Linked DNA regions of Mus musculus: region 1 is linked to region 2. A link is a contact called in public promoter capture Hi-C data. All regions are on one chromosome and are shown on one strand. Each heading gives the region's core, a stretch centred on a gene start, on an enhancer-like site or on the middle of the called end of the contact. The rest is flanking DNA. Distances are from core to core; before and after follow the strand shown. Region 1 overlaps Eef2k (eukaryotic elongation factor-2 kinase). Region 2 holds the start of Lyrm1 (LYR motif containing 1).

Region 1 (6,585 bases), core at 1,452-3,951, 970 kb after region 2:
GAGTTGTGTCCCCAGCTCCCATAAAGTTTAAGAAAAACGTGTGCAGTATCACCAGGTCACATCTCCTCCCCTCAGAAACAGATCCCCAAATAACTTCTCCTTGGAACTCCTCAGTTCTTCAAGGTTGAGTTCAGAATCTGGGAGCAACATCTGGATTCAGTTTACCCCACCACATACCGCAAAAGCTCCTAGAATAGGCTTCCCTTTGCATGTCCCTGCCTAAAACCCCTGTTCTCAACCTGTGGGTCAAAACCCCTTGCGGGGGTGGGGTGGGGTGGGGGGAATGCTATATCAGATATCCTGCATGTCGGATATTTACGAATCCTAACAGTAGCAACATTACAGTTATGAAGGAGCAACGAAAATAATTTTATGGTTGGGGGTCACCACAGCATGAGGAATTTTACTAAAGGGTCGAAGCATTAGGGAGGCCTAAAACTTCTAACTGAGGCCCTCGGTCAGTGAAACCTCCAGTCTTAAGCTCTGCAGAGCCCCCTCTGTGTTCCCTTGGGCTCTCGGCAGACTCCTCAAGCATCTGTCGTGCTCAGCGTTACTCCATGAGCCAGCTCCTTACTGCAGGATGGGGCTATTTGATGGCTCCACCATTCCTTTAACTTGTAGATAAGAAGCGCTTGGTAAAAGTTTGAACCAGGCACAGGGTGGATTAAATCTTCGTTGCTCACGGAATGTTGCCACCAGAGCAGGTTCAGGGAAAGACTATAGCTTAGTTTCCAACCTCATTTCCCTTGGCACTTAATATGGTGTTTTTTTTTCTTTAATTTATTTACTATTGGCATGGTAACCTGAGCTGTTGAACCAAAATGGCCATCTGGCCTTCCTTCAAGAAATAGGCCCTAGCAGGTACTGAGTGTGCAATGTGAAATGTCAGATTCTGTCAGTGCCCCTGTTCCCAAGGGATGGGGCAGAATCCCTCAGAAGGCCTCTCAGGAGATACCAGCTTTCCCTCAGAGGAGGTTTATCTGTGAGAGACTCGGCCCTAGCCCCAGGATTTAGTTATGTAAGTGTTTAGAGGGGGAGGGGCAGGAGTTCGAGATTGATTGATTAAGGAAGAGTTTCACTGCGAAAGATTGCTTTAGGGCAGGATCATATGGGTGACTTTTCTTTTCTACGCCTTGGACAGAGTTCTGCATTTTCTGGTTTGGTTGGTTTTAGTTCAGACAGTTTTTAATACGAAGCATCTATTCTTTGAGAATCTTATGTATTTCAAGAATTTTGATTTAATTTACTTCTGTTCCTCCTGCTATCCTCCCAAATCTATTTATTCCCCAACCTCCCCACACTGGTTTGGGCTTTTTTTGTGGAGGGGTGTGTGTGTGTGTGTGTGTGTGTGTGTGTGTGTGTGTGTGTATGTGTGTGTGTCTAGACAGGGTATCTCTGTGTGTCCCAGACAGTCCTAGAACTTGCTATGTAGACCAGACTGGCCTTGAACTCAGAAACTGACTGTGCCTCTGCCTCTAAATGCTGGGAGTAAAGGCACGACCCTTCGGCAATGTAAGAGAGGGTCTCTTGTAGTTCAGGGTGGCCTCCAAACTCTCCCTGACTGGCCTGGAGCTCTTGTACAGAATCCCTCCCTAGTGCTCGGACTATAAGTGTGTGCCACCACACTGGGCCCCCTTCTACATTTTCTTCTCCCCTCCCCCATTACACATTATATTTATTTTATTACTTTACATTTACATATTTATTCAATTACTGTGTATATATGCATATGTGTTTGTGCCCTGGCACTTGTGTGGAGATCAGAGGACAACTTTCTGCAGTGGGTCCTCTTCTTCCACCTTCAAGATCCAGGAATCCAGTGGGGTTGCCGTGTTTGTGTCACAAGTGTGACCTCACCCATTTAGCTGTCTCGCCAACACCAATTCAGTCCTTTTGAAAGGACTTTTTTTCTCAAAGTGCTAGGGATTGAAACTCAGAGACGGTTACATTCTAGGCCAGTGTACTACCATTAAACAGCAAGCCCAGCCCTTTGAGAAAAATGTCAGTGACTTTGTTCCTCCTTACTGCAAAAATAACACACACACACTTTAAATATATGCAAATATAGTCACAAAGTCTTTGTATATATATAAATGTAAGCAAATGTATTTTATGTATTGCAAATTCACACATGTAAACTTTTAGAATTTTTTTTATTTCACCTGTATGGGTGTGTTACCTGCATGTGTGTGTTACGTGCATGTGTGTGTGCATCACTGTTGTCCTTGGAGGCTAGAAGTGGGTGTGGGATTCCAAAGAACTGGAGTTTTGAGCCGACATGTATATACTGGGAATCAAACCTCAGTCTATTGCAAGAGCAGCCAGTGCTCTTAACTGCTAAGCTGTCTCTGTAGCCCTTATATATACAAACTTAAAAAATAAATGTTATGATCTAGATAATCTATGCATAATGTATATACAAAGTAAAACAACCTAAACTGTATCATTTAAACAAAAGTGAAAGTGTGCCTCCCCCCTCAGCCCAGGTCTGTGAGGGCGTATCTCACCCTGATTTTCTTCTCTTTGTTCCCATGGAGAATTATAAACAGGTTTCCACCCTGGAGGCCATCCTCCCATATCCCCTTGGGAGCTGACATGAACTCTAACTTCCGTAACTTGCCTGTGGTCTGGACAGGCTCTGCAGTACGTGCCTTACTCAGTACAATGTACACGGTGATCCCTATAGCCCAGACAGCTGGCCGTTTGCCAGATGGTAAATGGAAATGAAGTCACATGCCTGGGAGGTGGCGGGACTGTAGTCCCTCCCTAGAGATCCCCCTTTCGAGTCCTGCTGTTAATAACTGCAATTTGTATCTCTCTATATCTTGTGACTCATTTTTAATTGTATCTTTTTTTTTTTCAGTGTCTGTGATCCAGCCCAGAGCTTCATTTATTTGCTTATTGTCTTTAATAGCTGAATTTCATTTCCCTGGAGGACAGTGTTTTCTTGTTCATATGGCTTTGCCTGTGCAGAGAATGTACTTACTAGCAATAGAATGGCTTGGGCAGAATCTTGTTTTGTTTTTTGGTTTTTCGAGACAGGGTTTCTCTGTATATCCCTGGCTGTCCTGGAACTCACTTTGTAGACCAGGCTGGCCTCGAACTCAGAAATCCACCTGCCTCTGCCTCTCCGAGTGCTGGGATTAAAGGCATATGCTACCATGCCTGGCACCTTGGGCAGAATCTTAACTTTAAAAATTGTGTGGGGATGGCTGATTGCACCAGCAAACTGCTCCGCTGCACGAGTGGGCACACCTGCTGGCTACACCTTCTCATCCTCAATTGTATCCATGCTGTTAACGCACTGAGGGTGGTTCTAGCAGCTTGGGGGGAAAGATACAGTCACTCCAGAATGAGCTGGGTGAGCCAGAGTGTGCTGACTCACTGGGCAGAGATGTGTCCCTGCCTAAAGCCTGGGAGACTCCACCCTGGCAGCCTCAGGCCTCAGACCATGACCATAGAAAGTAAGCCTGGGTTTCCTGCTTCTGGAAAGCAGTCAGAAAACCAAGCTTAAGGGATTGGTCTGTGGCTGGATGGCTGGAGTGTTTTCCTAGTAAGCCGGAGGCCTGGGTTCAGTCTCTTGTATCTTAAAATAATAAAGAGACCAGAAAAGCTTTGGTCTCCTACAAGATGAAAGCCTGCTGGCCACTTGAAAAAGAGTCCTGCTGGCATAGGAAGGGGAGCTGGGGAGCTGGGGTCTGGCCACAGGAGGAGTTTAAGGAGATGGCAACCCTGCTGTGGGGACTCATATTTATCAAAGAGAGTGCTGAAAGGCTTTGCTGCAGTGTGCACAGCTATTTATTGTCAAGGGTACCCCTCCCTTCTTATTCTCTCTCTTTTTTTTTTTCTGAAAACTTTGTGAAAATATAAGCCGCATGCTGTTCAACTTAGCCATTTAAATGTACAATCCAGTGGCTTTCAGTATATTCAAAAAAATCACACGTCCATCTCCGTACCTAACTCTGTTGAAAGCTGTTCCTCTCAGGCATCAGCTGCATCTCTGGTCTAGCCAGCCCCTAGCCCTCAGGACCAATTTACTTTCTGTCACTAGGAGCTTACCTTTCTAGACTGAAAAAGTATTACAACTATTTATTATTTAATGTATGTGCTGTGCTATGCTTGTAGAAGTCAGAGGACAACTTGCAGGAGTTGGTAGAAGGAAGATCCTAAGATCACACTCAGTTATCAAGGTTGATGACAAACGGCCTTACCCACTGACTCATCTTGTTAGCCCGTAGACACAGACCCATTCCAAGGAGTGACATATGAAGGTTGCATAGTAACTGTAGTCAACTTCTTTTGCCAGCCAGGGCAAAGCTTCATCTGTCTGAGTCTCACACTTCCAAACTTCCCTTGTCTCCAATAAGGGAATTCTCCCACCTAGCTCTCTAGCCTCACAAATTGCCATGAGAAGCCAGTAAAGTACTTTCTGGGCAGTGGGGGAAGGAGAGGGTCCCCAAGAGACCATAGCATTACGTCACTCTTGTGACTAGTAAATGCTGTTGCTTTGATTTTTATTATTTCCATCTTTACCTCTTCTTGACTGGGGATCTAAACCCCAAAAGTTAGGGAGAGCAATTGTAGGTACTCTTTGCAAACAGTAATTTCTTTTTTTGTTTGATTGACTTGTCTTGAGGAAGGACCTCTAATGTAGCATTGGCTGGCCATGAGCTTTCTTTTCCATGTAAACCAAGCTGGCTTGAACATACAGCTTTCTGAATGCTGGAATTAAAGGCATCTGCCACTATGCCTGCTTATTTTATTTGTTAAAATTGTTTATCTATACACTGTGTATGAGAGAGAACACACGTTCTATGGCGTGTGTATGAGGTCAAGGAATAACTTGGGCTCAGTTCTTTCCCTTCTACCACATGGGTCCTGGGAATCACACTCCTGTTAGCAGGCTTGGGCACACACAGACACAAAGAAGGCTGGGGCCATAGCTCAGTGTTTCCCTGGCATATGGGAGGTCCTAGGTTCATCCCCAGTACTGGGAGAAAAAGAATGTCACCTTCCTGCTCTAGGGTGGACTGTTTCATGGAGGTGCTTTAAGGTTGTGGTTTCTTTGGTGTGATGGTTTGTATTGTCTTGGGTGTGCTGTATATGTTGGGGAGTGATTGTATTGGGGGGGGGCTTGGGTGTACTCTGTGTGGGGAGCTTGGTTGTGCTCTGTGTGAGGGCTTGGTGTGCTCTGTGTGGGGAGCTTGGGTGTGCTCTGTGTGAGGGCTTGGGTATGCTCTGTGGGGGTGTGTGTGTGCTTGGGTGTGCTCTGTGGGGGGGGGCTGGGTGTGCTCTGTGTGAGGGCTTGGGTGTGCTCTGTGGGAGGGCTTGGGTGTGCTGTGTGGGAGGGCTTGGGTGTGCTGTGTGGGAGGGCTTGGGTATGCTCTGTATGTGGGGGTGATTGTATGTGCTGTGTACAGTGGGGTTTAAGTGTACTCTGTCATCACACATATGTGAAAGTCAGAGGATAACGTGTGGGAATCTGTTCCCCCTTCTCCAATATGGTCCCAGGGTTTGAGCTCACTGTCAATTAACTTCACCCACTGAGCTGTGTGCCTCTGCCCTCTATTCTCCCCTCCTTTAAAAAATATTTATTTACATGCATGGGTGTTTTGTCTGTTCTGTATCTGTGCACCATGTGGTCAAAGGAGAACATTGGATCCCTTTAGAACTCAAGTTATAGATGTTTGTGAGCTACCATATGTATGCTGATGCTTGAACCCAGAGCCGCAGGGAGAGCAGTCAGTGCTTTAACCACGGAGCCAGTCTTCCTTTTTTGAGACAAGGTCTTGCCACTTGCTGGCTGACTTTGAACTCAGGAGCCCTACCCCCACCCCGCTGAGGGGCTAGAGCTACTTTTGCATGCCACTCTTCCTGACTCCTTCCTCTTTTTTATGGCAGACCTTCAGCACCTGTAAAATTAACTCGCCTACTCAGCAGGTGAGATTTAAAATTGTTTGAACTAGAGAATATTGCACTGGTGGAGACTTGAGAATCATCTCATTGCTGGGAGTGTGTTAGCATGTGTGAAGCCCTGGGTTCATTCCTAGCAGCATCAACAGAGACTCATTTTACGTTAGTTTTGTTTGTTGACTTTGGTTTACACTTGCATGGCTGACAACATAGTTCAACAGAGACTCATTTTACGTTAGTTTTGTTTGTTGACTTTGGTTTACACTTGCATGGCTGACAACATAGTTCAATGGTAGAATGCTTGCCTGGCATGCATGAGGTCATAGGTTCAATTCCCAGCAAAACATATGAGCGCATGTGCATACACACATACACTCACTCTCACACAAAGACACACACACACACACTCCCATATACACACTCTCATACAAGTACATGGACAGACAGTGAGAGAGAGAGTCTGAGACGGAAACTACACATGGCAATCCTGGATTATGTTCTCATTGTAAAAATTATGTAGAAAGTTGTCCTGGCCTGATAGTAAATCTATCACACCAGTGACAGTGAGTGCAGGCAGTCGCCCCTGATGATTGTCATCTCAACTACCTTCTGGTGGGAGTAGAGATCTATTCTGGGCACAGGGGCCATGAAAGACATTGGACACCGGTACCC
Region 2 (7,222 bases), core at 1,413-3,912:
AAAGTACTTACTATGCATATACAGCAAAATATTTTACGGGACCAGGTATGCCCTCTCCTCTCAGCTAGGTGAGCTCCCTTTGTCTCTAACAGTCCAAAAGAACGTGCAAAAATAATCATAAATGCTCTAGGAAGGGCAACAGAATGAACCAAAAGGACTCTTTCTGTTTCTCCTCCTCCTTACTCATCTTTCTTTCGTCTAACTAATAAGCCCCAACTCTACTCTTCTGACCCTATTTCTTTCAACTTTTTACTCCCTAAATCTACACCCCACCCCCACTCTCTTGTCCCTAGAACTTGCCAAGTTCATTCCAGTGAGTTTCTGCACAAGCTGTTCCCTAAACCTCCAAGAGTTCTCCCTTCATCTCTGCATGGCTGGCTCCTTTTCGTTTAAAGTTCTGTTTAAGCAGGAAGGTCTCCCTCCATTGCGTTCCAGGCACACACTCTAGCCTATCACTCATTTTTCTCCAGCATTCAATCAAGATCAGATTTGCTGACAATCAAAATCAGATTTGCTGATTTATCATTTCTGTCCTCACCTCCCACTCTGATAAACTCCTTGAGAGAGGACCCTTTTTGCTTGTGTTCACCTTTGTACACTCACTGTCTGAAACACTGGCTAGCACTTTAATAGCAGTTTGAATGAATTTTGGACTTGTCATTGAATGACAAACTAGGTTCCAAATGAATTAAAGTGAGACAGCTAGCAGTAACTCTTCTGCTATATTTCTGTAATAAACATCATTACTTGTACAATCAAGGCGTCAAGTCTTCTGTTTTATCGGGCCCTGATAAATGCGATGGGACTCTCTTCCCACCATCAGAACATCTGCTATGATAAGCCTAGTGATACTGCACAACAAATTCAGTTAAAGAGCAACACGTTTGCACTTTCTAGTCAAAGGACCCCTAAAATCTCGCACTCTTTCTTAACGCATAAAGTTTCTTAAAAGACAGTTCCATAATTAACAGAGAATTTCTTCTTTTAAAATGTATCAACACCAAAACAAGATTCATTAACACTTCACTCTGGAATCTCTGACAGCCTAGAAGAGGCACTACTTACTCATGATGGGGTGTTTGTTTGTTTGTTTGTTTTTTAAACAATATGAGAGAGTTCTTTCCAATCAGTCTTTCTTTTTTTTCAGACATTTCTATACCCATTATGCACTGTGTTTTGCTAAAAGCATAAGCACATATCACACTGTCTCTTCTACGACCACCTATACACAAGGCATCGGCTAAATAAGATAAAAAAATCAAGCTGATTGTAAGACATACAAATCGAGACAGGCATAAAAGAGCTATTGTCCAACTGTAGAAACAAAAACAGTAATATAGGGTTTTCTGTTCTCTGAAGTGCATCATGAAGTGTGGGTGGAGAGAAACACAGAAATCCAGAATTAGCCTAACATCAAATCATTTTTGGAAAGAGTTGACAACATGTAAATTCCTCACATATAAAGTATTTAGAGCGAGAGACCTTGATTCCTGGGCTATGAAGCCACTTATGATGCCTTGGAAGAGCTCTGGAATTCTAGTATTCATAAAAGAAAATGTTCATTATAATCGGGAGCCAGGCGGCGTTGTGAGGTACTCCCCAATGTGACACAGACCATAACTGAAGTACTACAAAGCTTGCAGTTAGGAGCTGGGATAGAGGCTGAACACCAAATTCAAAAGAGGTAGCTGAGGTACTAAGTGCCACAAAGGGGAGAGGGTGTCCACGACTGCCACTTAACCACAGAGAATTAAAGTATGAAACAGAGGTGTGTATGAGGGGAGATAAGAGATGGGGATGGAAAAAACAATACATTTGTCATCCCGTCCCACTTCCTAAACAGGATATAGGCAAACCCTCCAGCCCCATTACCTCAGGCACAGATGGTTATCGTTTATAGCAAAGGTGCACTGAAAGGCCTTCAGGTCTGAGCCCCTTAATTCCAGAGCTGTTAACGATTACAGAAAAGGATGGGGGTGGGGAGAAAAATCAGGGAGGGAGCTGCAGATTCACCCACCACCTCCCCCTTGGGCTCCTACCTCACGGCTCTTACCCTGGACTTTCAGCTCAGAGTCTGCAGACCCTCCCCGGGGATCTACAGCCCCAGGTCCCCAGGCCCGGGATTGAGGGGTGCTGGCGATGGACAGGCAGGGACAGTAGGTAAGTTTTCGGAGCCTTGCGCTTGACAAGCCACAGGCTCCCCTCACAGCCTCTTCTTCCAGAGGGACCAGTCCAGACAAGGCGCTGATATGCACTCCTCCCTTTCCACCACCACCCCCTTTCTCGAAGGAACCGAACCCCCGCCCCTTCATCTCTCAACGCTCCCCCCTTTTCCTCAACTCCCCCCCTCCAAACTCACAGCTGCTCCAGAGGTTCCTCCAGTCAAACCCTTTCTGGAAACGACGGCGGCCCGGCGGGTCCAAACTACCTACCATCCCCGCTTGCGTTTCCAGGCTCCCTACCCCCGCCGCCGCCGCCTTTTCTGCCACCGCGGCCGCCGCCTCCTCCTCATCTGCAGCCCACCGGCGGCGGCCGCCCCGAAGCCCCGCCCCCTCCATTGCCTCCTGCATCATCACTTCCGGTAACCCCGCCGGCCGCTGGCTCGAGGAGGGAGAGAATGGGAGAGGGGCGGGGACAGGAACGAGGAGGGTGACGTCACGACGTACGCGAGGACGTCCGAAGCCGTCTCCAAGTAAGGGCAAGGCGGGGAGCGGCGGAGGGTGGGCTAGGAGCTGGGCCAGGCCATTTTCTGACTAGAAATGGGGCAAGGGGATAACGAAAGGGTGAAAGGGAAGGCTGGAGGAGAGGGAGGTTAGCTCAGTTGTTGAGTGCGGCGGGGAGTCGGCTAAATCTGGAAGTTTCAGGAGGTTTGAGACGACCTCTAACCTGGGCCTCATGCTAACACAGCGGTCCGCCCGGTGGTTTGGCCCGGCCTGGCCTACTGGACCTGCTGGATACAGCCCGGTGTGGCCAAGGCTCGGCAGAGCTCCTGGCACCGCCTCTTCCCAGCCGGCTCCTGTGGGTGGGGAAAAGCAGGAGTGACGCTGAGTGAGTGTAAGGATGGAGACGCCGGCTCCAGTCGCGGGGGACTGGGGAAAGGGGTTGGCTTCCCAGGGCCAGGGATGAGATGCCGGTGTGGGGTTGCTAGGAGACGCGCCTGTATGACCCCAGCCTCGCGAGGGCGACTGGTGTCATCGCTGCTGGCCTCGGGAGACCTGCCTAAGGGAACTGGCACGTGGGAGAGATCCTGCCTGGGACCCTTCAGACTTTTCGATTATAAATGGAAGGCGACGGGGCAGTTGTAGGAGGCTGGAGAGGTGCTGGCCTTGAGAAAGGCCACCCAAACGATCCCGGATGTAGGAATCAGACTTCAGGTGATGATGAAGGCTAGTTTCATTACTAAGATGAGCAAATGACAAAATGAAGGAAGTCTTGTTTCTGAACTTTTCATTAATAAGTAAATGAATGCAGAGAATAGCAGCTGCCCCAGAAGCTGAATGGTGTGGTGAGAAGGCCTCTTCCAGGTTTAAGAGGAAAAGAGAATGGGAGAAGGAACTGCCTTGTGGGTAACATTTTAAACAAAAGGCAGACGAGAAAGAAGTCTTGGAGTTGCAGAAATAGCAAGGTTTTGGCCTTTGTATTACTTCCCTGAAGTGTAATGAATGACCAAACCTTAATTTACATTTAAAAAAATTGCTGCTGGATAAAAGAAGGTAGTTAAAGGGCTGTTGCTAAGGCCATGAGAGATGACAGTGGTGGAAACATGGAAATTAAGAGAATTGATTCATAATGTATTTGGGAGCTTGAGCATTCCAGACTGAATGCTGAACTGGATACGAAATGTATGGGAGAATGTGAAACCAAAGATGTTTCTCTAGAGAAAACAGTTTGGGAAGGAATCTCCTATGCTCTCTGGAACGTATGTCCAGAGTCATTTTACAGCCCATGAAGATGTCCAGAAATGAGACGGACAAGCTGGAAGACAAGTCATGGTTGGAGATAATAAATGTGGGGTTTATTCCTAGACCCTGGAATAGGTAGTAGATGAGAAAGAGCCCCAAATTCTTTAGATCTCACATTTAGAGACCACCAAGAAGGGTACAAGCCAGTAGGAAGCTCAATAAGAACACCTCAAAAATAAGGAGTCCCCCTTAATATCGTTAAACAATAGTATCCACCCTCACAATCAGTGAGAGTCACCTTTTGAGGGCCTCAAATCTCTTCCTGCTCTCCCAGCTGTCAAAGCTTTTGGACTTGGTGTACAAGAATGTGTGTGCACTCCTGATTTCCTTGATAAATGTTGGTTTACATGAGCCCATTGGGATCTATTTTGTCATATCTTCGTAGGAACACCTTATACGATACCAGCCCTGGAATTCTTGTTTGGTTTGTTGTGTGATTGTGCATGTTTTCTTTCTCATGTGTTATAGACCGAGCTAGCCTCAAACTCAAGAGATCCACCTGTCTCTGCCTCCCTGTCTGGAGGGCTGGAATTAAAAGGTGTGCACGACCACACCCATCTCAGCCTTGGAATTCTTACAAAAGGAGTTTTGTCCCTGCTGCTACCGATGCCACTCACATAGTGAATCTCAATGAAAAGGGTATCTGAAGGGCTGGGTTTCATTCTTGGATCTGCTGGGTGGCCTTGGAAAAGGTCCTGTTCTTCGAATTGATAGGGTTGGCCTAGATTAAAAGTTGCAAGCTGGCAAGACAGATAATGCCTGCAAGCATAGTGTTCAGCCCGCAGCATGATTTAAATTCTTCTTTCTTAGACTATGCTTGCCAGTTTTTAAAAATTGAACATCAGAATCCAGATTTTTGGCTTCATTAGGAAAATCGGACAGTCTGGCAACACCAGTCTGAGGTTCCTAGAATCCTACACAGCTGAAACTGCAGAGTTGCTTATCCTTTGTTTGTGGCTTATGCCCCAAGTGAGCCATAAGCATCTCCCCTCACACCCACTCCCAAGCTGACATTTGATTTGTAATTGACCTGAGAACCTTGCTGTCTGTATGTAGCTACTTAACACATGTGACTAAGTTTAAATAACAGTTCTTAGACACATATTCCAGATGTTCAGTAGCTGCATGTGGCTGGTCTCTGCCCTGTTGGGTAAATCAGACAGAAGAGTTTTACCATAAACTGTTCTTTTGTTCAATGTTGGATTGAAACACTGAAAAAAAAAAAATTAAGGCCTCTCTGAGTGCCAATCATTCCTCACTCGTAAAGCCAGACAATCATTGTTTCTGCTCTTGGGACAGGCTAGTGAGGAGCCATTTGGACTGATAAATAAAATTCCTCAGTTGGTAACTAGAGAGTCCTTGGAGAATGTTCTAAAAACAGGTCCCTGGTGCAAAATGCTGTTGTCTTTCAAATAGTTGGCTGTAAAGTCAAATGCAAGAGATCTCCAGCTGTGACCAGTGTTGTCACCAAAACCTTGTTTGTTTTTGTTCTTCTGAAACAAAAGTGTTTCTCTTTGTAGCCATGACTGTCCTAGAATTTGATCTGTAAAAATCTGGCCTTGAACTCCCCAGAGCTGGGAATAAAGGTGTGGCAGGACACACCCAATGTCCACCTAAGACTTTGTGCAACTTTCTAATCTAGTTTCTTACAAGATGTCACAAAGGAGGAATTTAGTGTGTGGGCTCTCTGACTTTCCTACTTGCTCTGAAGGGGCGAAGATTCTTGCTGGAGAATTGTCGTCTCTACCATTGGCTTGTTCCCAGTTTCTCCCTTATATCTGTCACACACCTGACTTTGGATAACTGGTTTTGAGCATCTCTGGCTAACTTTTGTAGGCAAGAGGATTTCTGTAAGTTGTATTCAAAGTTTCAGGGCAGCCAAAAGCTAAATAGTGAGACCCTGTCTCAAAAGACAAACAAACAAATAGAACCAAGACTTTACAGTAAGTGTACTGTGCTGCTAGGCAGTGATATTGAATGGATTAACTGTGTTAAATACATTTTCCATTTAAGATGATTTTAGTTTAGGAGACTATCACAACCTAGCACTGTCTGCAAGTTAAGGAGCATCTATGTTTAGGATACGTGTTTGCCTCCTATTGCTTTGCTTTGAATAGTTACTTTAGAAATCTTTCTAGTATTGGTGTTTTAGATTGCCCCTTTGTTCTGATGAAACATCCCATGTTTCAGAATCTTTTCCTGGGTCCATCTTTCATTCTTGGGTTTTTTGGTTTAAGTTGGGGTTTTTTGGGTTTTGGGCTTTTTTGGTCTTTTTTTGGCATAAAACAAATGCTGTTTCAGAGAATCATTGTGGTATGAAATATACTGAATGAGTGTATCCTGAGAATTGCACAACTGTGGTACTACTTCCCTCTTCAGATTCTAATAACCAGAAAAATCTAGGACAGGAAATTGTGTGTGTGTGTGTGTGTGTGTGTGTGTGTGTGTGTGTGTGTCTAGGGAATGGAAACTAAGAGACCAGGAATCTGTAGGGCACAGTTTCACTTGAAGATTGTTCAGTTGTTGTGACAATAAAATCATTTAGAGTACCAGCCAGTGTCTGACAAAAAGCAGGGACTAGATAGAATAGCTCTAGGAGAAAAGAGCACCAATAGTATAGAGTTAGCGAGAGATAAAGAAGAGACACGAGACATAGGAAGGAAAGCTTTGTCGTGCTTCAGTGCTGGCACCTGTGTTAACATTTCCAGTAAGAAGCATGCATTGTGGTCTGAAGATAAGCAGTGTCTCCAGCAGGGTTATTTACTTATACTGAAGAACAATAGCCCTTTACTGTACAGGGATTAGTAATGATCAGAGGGAAATAGCTTTAGGAAAATCCATTACTACCACAAAGCAACAACCTCAACCACAGGCTACATACTTTTCCATTCTCTGCAGACAAAGATAACCATAGATAAAAGGCTCACTATTCTCATTTCCTCCTTTTCAGGTAAAGTACACCTTTACTTCCTAGTGCTCAGTATTTTAATGAAATATCTCATGAATAATCCTTACAACTCTGAAAACTGTTCTGTGGCTGCATATTACCTTTTAAGAACCTGAATTAGGAGTGAAGCTTCATGGTACAAACCTGTAATCCCAGCTGCTCCTGAGGATCAAAAGTTCAAGGCTCTTCTTGGATAATAGAGTAAGTTCAAAGCCACTTTGAGCCAACTTCATGAGACCCTATCTCAAAATGAAAAGGAAAAGGATGAGTAGGGGATATTGTTCATTGTTGAAGTGTATGCCTTGTTTGTTTA

What was found. Promoter capture Hi-C pulls out the DNA fragments that hold promoters and counts their contacts.
Region 1: a contact with region 2 is called in a promoter capture Hi-C map of pre-B cells. The contact joins the enhancer-like site here to the promoter of Lyrm1 in region 2. A contact is called at or near these places in 3 of 39 promoter capture datasets (the 3T3-L1 cell line, cranial neural crest and pre-B cells) and 1 of 115 datasets of contacts at active chromatin or transcription factors (bone marrow-derived macrophages).

Annotation. Positions count from the first base shown.
Region 1 is chr7:120,862,645-120,869,229 of GRCm38.p6, forward strand. The region is part of intron 2 of Eef2k (eukaryotic elongation factor-2 kinase); the gene reads left to right. The region is part of intron 2 of Gm15774 (a long non-coding RNA gene); the gene reads right to left. Among named protein-coding and RNA genes, the nearest start is that of Gm15774, 14 kb to the right of the region's middle. Within about 2 kb of position 2,702, at least 232 of the 459 cell types and tissues checked have an H3K27ac peak or open chromatin away from gene starts, as enhancers often do. A contact at or near this core is called in bone marrow-derived macrophages and pre-B cells, where this site is marked.
Region 2 is chr7:119,893,199-119,900,420 of GRCm38.p6, forward strand. It overlaps Lyrm1 (LYR motif containing 1), which reads left to right and starts at 2,663. Exons shown (of 4, transcript NM_001285959.1): 1 at 2,663-2,692. Dcun1d3 (DCN1, defective in cullin neddylation 1, domain containing 3 (S. cerevisiae)) reads right to left here and starts at 2,547. Exons shown (of 3, transcript NM_001163703.1): 1 at 2,360-2,547.